Linked DNA regions of Zea mays: region 2 is linked to region 1. Evidence: chromatin contacts called from public Hi-C data. All regions are on one chromosome and are shown on one strand. Each heading gives the region's core, a stretch centred on a gene start, on an enhancer-like site or on the middle of the called end of the contact. The rest is flanking DNA. Distances are from core to core; before and after follow the strand shown. Region 1 holds the start of LOC100283369. Region 2 has its middle 88 kb from the start of LOC100283369.

The links. A called contact is a pair of places that touch in the nucleus more often than the background predicts.
Region 2: a Hi-C map of leaf shows a contact between it and region 1, with 3 times the contacts expected there. The contact joins the enhancer-like site here to the promoter of LOC100283369 in region 1. A contact is called at or near these places in 6 of 25 Hi-C or Micro-C datasets (ear, leaf, leaf mesophyll and 2 more).

The regions. Positions count from the first base shown.
Region 1 is chr4:124,253,797-124,258,891 of Zm-B73-REFERENCE-NAM-5.0, forward strand. LOC100283369 reads left to right here and starts at 3,662. Exons shown (of 6, transcript NM_001412491.1): 1 at 3,662-3,955; 2 at 5,021-5,095.
Region 2 is chr4:124,342,730-124,347,350 of Zm-B73-REFERENCE-NAM-5.0, forward strand. No RefSeq gene overlaps it. Among protein-coding and RNA genes, the nearest start is that of LOC100283369, 88 kb to the left of the region's middle. Within about 2 kb of position 1,367, at least 2 of the 20 cell types and tissues checked have an H3K27ac peak or open chromatin away from gene starts, as enhancers often do. A contact at or near this core is called in leaf and leaf mesophyll, where this site is marked.

The DNA.
Region 1 (5,095 bases), core at 2,412-4,911:
AACTGCAGTCGCTCGATGCAGAACTTGGAGAGGTCGCCGAACGTGATGTGCAAGGCGATCCACCTGCCTGGTGGCTCAGTATGATGTCGTGGAAAAAAGCTAAGTTAGGACGCAGCACGGACCATGTGATCCCCAAGCCATCGAAGGTCTCAACATACATGATGTTGAGGCCACTTCCCCCATCCATCAGCACCTTGGGCAGGCGCTTCGAGCCCACAATTGGCTCGATGATGAGGGGGTAGGTTCGGGGATGCGAGATCCTCTCTAGGTGATTGCGATGGTCGAAGACGATTGGAAACTCTCACTACCAGAGGTACTTTGGGATGGCGAGCTCCGTCGTATGCACCTCGTGGCGGGCCACCTTGAGACGACGCTTATCGTCGTATGCTTCGGACCCACCGAAGATCATTGGGCATCACGTTGGTTTGGGAAAATCCTCAATGGGGCCTCCTCTGCCAACTTGGCAGGCTCCTCTATCTTCGCATTCCAGCTGGGCAGATTGGAGATGAAGCGCTTCAAGAGCTCGCATTCGTAGAGCTTGTGGCGGATGGGGAAGCCATGGTTTCGGCACGACGAGTCCATCAGCTTCTAAAAATGGTCTGCACCATTTTTTCTAGTGTGGCAACTTCTCCCTCGTCGTGTCGGGGACGATGATTCCTCCTGCGCTTGTGAGGGTGTTCTTGACGCTCCTTCTCGCTGCTTTGCTCGCTGGTGTCGCATGAGCTTTTCCCCTTGCAGAAGATTGCCCCTACTGCATACTCCCCGTCTACGAACTTGGTCGCAATGTTGAGGAGATCGACGATTGTCTTCGATGACCCCTGCCCGAGTTCATGGACGAGAGCCTCATTAGTGGTGCCATAAGTGAAGGCACTTACCACGTCGGCGTCAGTAGCGTCGGGTCTTTTGTTGTTTTTCTGGGAGAACCTCTAGACGTAACCCCGGAGACTCTCCCCACTCTTTTGGGTACACCTCTTGAGGTCCTAGGTTCTCCCAGGGCATTTATAGTTGTCCTAGAAGTTTCCGATGAAGGCCTTCCTGAGGTCGGCCCAGTCATGGATGGTGGCGCTTGGCTAGTGCTCAAGCCAGCCCCTCACCCCCTTAGCGAGGTGAATGGGGAGGAACTAGATAATGAGATGGTATTTTTTGATTCCCGCCATGCGGAAAGCAAGGCGGTAATCCTCCAACCAGACGCTAGGATTTGAGGACCTGTTGTACTTGGAGAAGTTTGTTGGTGCTCTCACTTTCGCAGGGAACTACGCCTTCCTGATTGCACGTTTGAAGGCTCGTGGCCCTGACTTGGGTGGGCTGGGGCTACACACGCGCCTCTTTTCGCGTGGTTACTCAACCTTTTCTTGCTCTCGGCGTTTGTTGTTGATGATGTATCGGGGCGTCGTGGATATCCCTGAGGCGGTCTTGCAGGGGAACGTGTGTCCTCGTGGATTGGGAGGGTTGTGCCCCCTGCTCCAGGACGAGGTCGTGCGTGGGCTATAGTTGTTTATCGATCAATCTTGGCCTATTGTACCCCAACTTTCTCCACTATATTGTGTAGTTTTCGATACATCGCCCTTACCTATGGTTCGTCTAGCTGAGGGATCGATCGAAGCATCGTAGCTGTCGTGACCATGTTTTGCATGGGGTTGAGGAAGTATTGTGCCCCGTCTCATCTTTGGTTATGAATGATAAAATTGATATGTGCTCTATGTTTTTTGTTTGGAGATTTGGTCATGTGAACTAATTGATGATGTGATGTATGTGAATTATGAAAGGTGTTTGTGAATTATGAATGGTGTTTGTGATGTATGTGAATGGATATATATATTATGTGCTTATTTTTTGTGAATGGGGTGAGAATTAGCAAAATGGGCTGCTGGTTTGCAGCAGCAGCACATGTTAACTCCCGTGGGTTATGGTCAAGCCGATGGGAGTTACTAGTTGCGGGGTAATTCCTATTGGCTAGCTAAGCCGATGGAAATTACCCGTTAATTGTTGTTGGCCGAGGGCGAAACCGATGGGGGTTATAACTCCCGTCAACTAGAGTGGGAGCCGGTGAGCATTATGATGTCTGGCAATAACTGTCATTGGCTACCAAAGGCCAACGAGAGCTAATTAATTCTCGTCGGCTAGAATTAGTTAATTCCTGACCAATAATTCTCGTTGGCCGGGAACCGACGGGAATAAGCCTTATGAGCTGGCTTATTCCCGTCGGTACCTAACCGATGGGATTTTCCTTTATTACTGTTATGTATTAACCTGCATGACTAAAATCTAAAGTAGCCAGCTTATAATGGTACCAATCTTTGCCTCATCCACCTCAATGCCCTAAGATACCTCAATGCCCTAAGATGTAACAACATAACCAAGAAAAGACACTCGATCGGTTCAAAAGGTGCACTTCTCAAGGTTACCGAACAAAGGTGCATCACACAAGACATTAATGCTCAAAGATGCATCCACTGACTTGCTATAAATGAGTATATCATCAAAATAAACTTTAAAAAATTACGAATGGATGGACATAAAATCTTGTTCATCAATTTATGAAAGTGCTAGGTGCATCAGTTAACCTAAGAGACATTATTAACCACTCATAAAATGACGAACTTAGTTTTAAAGGCAATTTCATGTTCATCTCATAAAGTCATATGAATCTAGTGGTAACCACTATGCAAGTAAGTTTTTGAGAAAATAAGGGGTCATTTGGAAGCGCTCCGCTCCCAAATTTCGTGGAGTGAATTCAAGGTGCACTGCCAAATGGTCAAAATAACAACTAATTCAGGTGGGGAGCAGGCAAGAATCACTTCTCCATTTAAACAGGGAACCCGAAGCTAAAAACAGCTTCACCCAGCTCTCTGTTATATTATGTTGGGGAGCAAGAGAGAATCAATTATCATCAACTCCCAACCCTGCTCCCACCTAGGAGTCCACTAGAATCACTCCATCGGAGAATCAAGGAACAAAGTTGAAGAATCATGGAGTGGAGCTTTCCTAAATGGAGGGCCTAAGATAACCACTTAACTCATCAAGCATGTATTTTAATCTAGGAATGGGGTGGACATATTACTTGATGGAAGGATTAGGTCCGATCTTCCGAAAGGTAAGTTGATTGAGATGGAGATTTTTACGTTAATGATCTAACGCTCTAAAAGAACGAATCCTCATAATCACTACACTACTGCTCTATTGATAAGACTCCAAACGGACACCTCATCGCAACCACTACACCATTGTTCTGTTAGTGTATCTAGACAATAATTAGAATAATTTGGATATTTTATTATCTTTCGAGAGCTATTTTTTGAAGCTTCTTGTTATATTTTCCGTTAGCTCTAAAAATTCTACTTGCTCTCATTGGTTTGAATTGGACCTGACGATCACATGAAACCTTAGGGCTTGTTATGTAAATGAACCTGCTCTTCTGAAGTAATAAAGAGCAAACTCTGTTCCAAAAAAAAGATGACTTCTTTCCATTTTCTAGCAGGCTGGGCAATTCTGGAAATAGACACGCGTATATAGTTCAGCCCAAATGTTCAATTTGGCCCATAAAAATTGAACATTGTTTTCTGATGGGCTAAGAGAACTAAAGATCATGCTCGTTTTGGCCCAGTTCATTTAACCCTAACCTTAACTTTACTTGTCCTCTTGTTCCTCCGCATCTCTTGCCATCCGCTGGAGAAGAGTCAATCGCGGCGGCCCCGTTCAATGGTCTCACGACGGCTACCGTGAACACGACGACGCACCCGCGCGAGATGGCGACCTCCTCGGCGTCTATCTATGGCTTGGTTGCTGGCGAGGCTAGTGGCGATCTTGTTGCCCTCCCTCAGGCGGGTGAGTCTTGCGGCGGGCGCAAACACAGCGGGTGAGCTAATGGCAGCCAATGCAACCGGTTAAGGGCACACGTCCGGCAATGGCGCCCCGTACTGTAGTGCCTATAGTGGTCAGCGCCAAGCCCTATCAGGTACGTATCAAATCCACCCCTCACGAGTCTTTGAAGATTAGGATTCCTGATAAAGGGTGGTGTTTGGTGTTTTCGTGAACTGGGGGTTCCTGAATTTATTATTATTTTTTTGGGGGGAAGAACTGGTTTGTCAAACTATGGTTTCAGGAATTGAATTTGGTCGTGATTTGCTAATCCCCTCATTGTACTTGCTGTTATTCTCTACGTTAGACATGAGCCGAATCTCAATTAGGCTTACGGCCCGTTTAATTTGTTGGAATTGCATTTTAATAATTATAATTTAGATAAAATTAATTAAATGCATATATTTATACATATAATATATTTATATATTATCTTAAATAATATGAGAGAGATAATTATATACTACATATATGTTATAGCGAAGCAAATAAAAGAGTGTATTATAAGTTGTAATCGAAAAAATATCATGTAAACTTATAAAATCAATTTCCGTCTTTCACCATATGAATTTGAGATAGTCTTATATGATAACTTTAGAAAAATGGTGCATGCCACGTCTAAAAGAAAATAGTCTATTTCATTAATAAGATTTTAATTTCTAAAAATGAAAGGAAACAAACGGGACCTTAAACTAATTAACCCTAAGCAATTGAGTCTTTATAATTTGTCACAGTTGGTGGGTCAGTTTGGGAATTTGGCACAGTGGAAATGCAGTGGAGGTCCACGGCCAGAGCCGGCCGGTGTTTATTTTAATAAGGGTGGTGTTTGGGGTTTTCGTGAACTGGGGGTTCCTGTTTTTTTTTTTGTGTGTGTGTGGGGAGAACTGGTTTGTCGAACTAGGGTTTCAGGAATTGAATTTGGTCGTGATTTGCTAATCCCCTCATTGTACTTGCTGATCTTCTCTACGTTAGACATGAGCCGAACCTCAATTAGGCTTAAACTAATTAACCCGAAGCAATTGAGTCTTTATAATTTGGCACAGTTATTAGTGGGTCAGTTTGGGAATTTGACACAGTGGAAATGCAGTGGAGGTCCACGGCCAGAGCCGGCCGGTGTTTATTTTAATATCTTGTCACGTGAACCCTGTCACCTTCTCTGCAGTAGGCCATGTGCACACCAGTACCGCGGTGCCTGCTGCATGCTCCTGCGCCCAACGCCAAAGGAAAAAAAAGGAAT
Region 2 (4,621 bases), core at 117-2,616, 87 kb after region 1:
GATTAAATAATCCTAAGAGGCAAACAAACAGTCCAGCTTATTTGCCGAGATTATATAATCTAACCCCTTAGATTATGATAATCCATAAGCAAGTGAGGAGGTGCTTATTTCAGATTATTTTTTTCCCACTTCCCCACTACCCTTTCAAGTTTCCTAGAAATTACCCACCATTGCCATTATAATCCACCGAATCATTTTTGCGTCTATTGGATCAGAGAATCCTATTAACAACTCAAAATAATCTGAGTAAACAAACAGGACTATTCAGATTATATAATTCAGATTATATAATCCAGATTATATAATCTTCCAAAAATAATCCAGATTATATAATCCATGGGGGTAAACAAACACGCCCTTAGGCCCCTCGACTCCGTTTTATTTGCAACATCTCAGCCACGATCCAGCCGCCCTACTCCGGCGACCATGGCCGCGGCGGCGTTGCATTCTGACGTGCTCTAACCACTACCGAAACACGTCACTATCTAACGCGAACAAGCTCCATGGCTTCAATGCCCGAACCGAACACTAGTCTCCATCGGCAACGATGCCAGCGATACATCTGGCTGGCCGAGGCCAATCCCGAGGTAACCCCGCGATAGATCTCTAGCCAAACACGCGGAGAGCATCACCATCTCACCTAGATCCTTTTGCTCGTGTGAGTTTGACCGGGGACAACGCTGGTTGACGGGTCGACGGTAGGACCGACCGCGGCGCCAGACCACGGCGGCACGACCACGTTCAAGGAAATACAAAGCAGTAGAGTTAGGAAACCTAACTTGGCGAGCACCACTGACCTTAGATGAGCACGGAACAAAAGCCACATGACTGAGAAAACCTTCGGAAATCCTTGACCACGGTGAGGTGGACAGTTGGGTGAGCGTGGTCACCAGACTGGGATGTTGGCTGTGATGAACATGGGAAATCCGAACTGATGGCTAAGGAGAATAGCTACCACCATCATGGACATAGGTTTTACAACATACACGCAGTAGCTTTGGCTAGAGCTTGAGGGCAAAGGGGAAGAACTTCACTGAATCAAGTCCAAAGCGATGAATATATGGCAGATGCAGTGGAGCTCATCGACACATGATGAAGGACCCTGGACCCCTATGGTGCCAGCAGTTCCACAAACATGGACACTCAGCAGTAGTGCATGGACAGCACGTAGCAGCTAGCACAGGGGTGATGAACCTCATTCAAAGTGGTGCACAAAAGGACAGTAAGGGGGGTGATGTCGGCAGTGATCAGTTCAGCAACAGGTCCAATACCATCCTTATCCAGTGAACCAAGTCTCACAACCCAGCCCCATCCCAGCCTTCACTTATCCACATCATCCCTGGAAACACCTGGAGCGGTGGTGGAGGAAGATCTTTTACTGCAGATATTTTTGGAGCACAATAAACAGCCACAACTCTACTAAGCCCTCCACTTCACCCCCTGCAATCTCTTAGTTCCAAGCAACAACAGGGGGATCAATTTAAATGAACCTTATTCACCCATTAACCCTCTAACAATTTTCCACAGAGACTTTAGTCTTATACCCCTTCGATCAGACACAAAACAGCTCCAAAATCCTAGGAAAAACACTAAACCAAACCAACAGTGGACTGGACCAGCACATCACTAATTCCTTGCAGTTGCAGGCCTCTCTGTTGAAGCCCTTTTTTCTCACAATTTTATATAGCAACAGACCAATCCTTCATAACCAAACGTGTTCACTAACTAAGGTTCCTCAAGTTTGTTACAAGAATCTAGGACCCAATCTGCATGTATCACAAGTTATAGTGTCCAAGAATCAGCCACAATTCACTGAACTTGGTTTCAGTCCTCTGAATTCAGTTTAGAGTTCACACAGTGCCACTTCTTGGGGCTTTTACTCCAAATTTTTTTTGTAGCACCAGACCAATCACTTAAGGGAATTTTTTCTCCTATATATGGCCTTTCTGTTTGCTACAGAATTCCTAACTCAAATCTCCTTGGTCTAATTACCATAGAGCTCCAAAGTTAGTTAAACACAACCCTGAAATAGATTTTCAGTGCACTGAAACAGCCCACAATATGTCTGACAGAGGATTTTGCAGCAGGCTATTCTCTAAATTCCATATAGTAGCAAGCCCACTCTTTGCACAAAACTTGTTCATCTGCATCTGGTATATCATTTTTCTGCAGACTCTTAACCCAAATCTCTTCGTATTTATTACCACAAGGCCTCAAAGTTGGGTAAAAACACACATATTCAGACATAGGTTTTATACCGTCTGAATCCCAACACCTGATAAACCAACTTTGAGCACACTTTACTCCACCTTTTGTGCAGCACCAAGGATATCTTACTTAATAAAACTTGTTCTCGGTACTGTGGACTCCAACTTTTCCACAGAACCCTTAGTCCAAAACCACATGGATTAATTACAAAAGCACTCCAAACTAGGCACTATTCACTAATTTCAGGTTTCAGCCACTGAACCAAATTCAGTTACAGAAATGCCTAGCAGCTGATCTTTGGGGGCATTTTTCTCTATTTTTTATGTGGGAACAATCCAAAGTCACTTAATAAAACTTGTTCAACATCATATATACTTCAACTTTTCTATAAACACTACAGCCCAAAACATTATAGAACAGCCACAAACCAGCTCCAAAACTGCTATCAACACTAAAATTCAGTTACTGTTTCCAATCTAAAAATTCAGCAACACAGCAGCACCACATTGAACCACTCTTTTTCTTGGGTTCCAAATGTTTCTAGGGGCAAGTTTCTTAATAAGATTTATACTCCTATAGTTCCTCTACAAGTTTGGTATAGTGACCGATAACCAAAACCTCTTGGATTCCAAACTCCAACAGCCCAAAGTTGGCTCCAAACGCAGAAATTCAAATGCTGAATTAAACCAAGTCTGAATTCCAAAAACCCTGACAGCTCTACTTTGGATTAGTTTTTCTCCAAGTTCCATATAGATTTAGAGCTAGGCGACTTAAAATAACTTATACTCCTCATGTAGCTCAATAACTTTGTTACAATGACCATCTTCAAAATGGTTCTAGATCAGAAGTTAGAAGGGTCCAAAGTTGACTAGTTTATATTATTTTCAGCAATTCCAAAATGAACCCAAAACTAAATTTTATAATTAACTCCAAAATCTTCCACACAACTTGGGAATCTCCAAATAAGACAGTTATTCACTTTTCCAAGGTCTACAACTTTGGTATATGAACTTTTAACCAGTCCTTACTGAATTTTGAATTCCACTTTTGGGCTAGTTTAGAGTTTCAAATGTGACTCCTTCTCGTCTAGTGATTTACCAACTCAATCCATACTCCTAAAAGATGAGTGACTCCTTAATCTCGAATCCAACTCTAGTATATGAAGCTCATGTCCAAAGTGTCCCTGGTTTAGGAGTTGTTTTGTTTATCCACAATTCCAACCATGGTTTCCAAATCTCACTTAAGGTTTTTTTTAAGGTCAATCCAGTTCATCAATTAATTCTTCCACTTAACCTACCTCCAAAATCATAGTTTCTCTCGGTTCTAAGTCTTGCCTTTAGCACTCTAAGACTTCAAACCAACTTATCACTTGCTTGAGAGATGATCTACTCCTGTTTAACTTGAGCCAAGTCCTTAAACTAAACTCTAAACCCAGCACACAACATCACACTTTTGAAAAAGTTTAACCTAGTGAATGCATTCTAGGTATATCAAACAAGATAATGCAAGTGCTTATGATGATATGTCAACATTTTAGTTATCGTAACACCAGGGGTGTTACAGCCTTCCCTCCTAAAAAGAAATCTTGTCCCAAGATTTAAAACTCTAGTCTAGGTAATGGAGAAGGAAATGTGTCACCGGTTTCTTTCCCCATTACACCTATAAGACAGGGGGTGTACCCCTGTAGGCTCATGTCAGGAACAACTACACAAAACTTAGGACTAACAAGGAACTCGAAACTCAGGGAAATGTCTTTCAAAATATTCCTTCGATGCCCATATGGCTTCGTCTTCCATGTGTTGGTTCCACTATATCTCGTAAAACTCGATAACTCACCTTCGAGTTATCCAATCCTTTTAATCCAAAACCTTTACGGAACATTCCAAGTAGGTTAAATCTAGTTCAAGGTTAACATCTAAAATCTTTAACTCGGACACATGGAACATGTTGTGCACTGTTGACAAATTCGTTGGCAACTGTACCTTATGAACTACAGGTCCACCAAATGAACTGAGTTTCAAGGCTTCACGAATAGGAAAAGGTAGTATAGAAAAGCAAATATAGGTAGCATGAATAGGGTCGATGAAGCACATACTATAATAGCTACACAGGGGGTTTAACTTAAAATTGTATGTCATGATGCACGCTCGTCCTATTCGTCCTCACAATTCTTGCCAACATATAGTGGCTTTCACGTTCTATGGCGGTGGCAATCCTACTCACTCCGTCATTGATCACTAGTCGCACTTTCCTAGGGTTTAATTAGTGTACCTACAGAAAATTTCATTATAGTTGTGGGTTAGTGGTTAGCATCTTAAACTAAGCCACCTTATAGTTCTTATCATAACTATATACTATTTGCACTTCGACTATCAGGAATTGCTTATTCATTCTTAAGTTTTCCAAAATAATT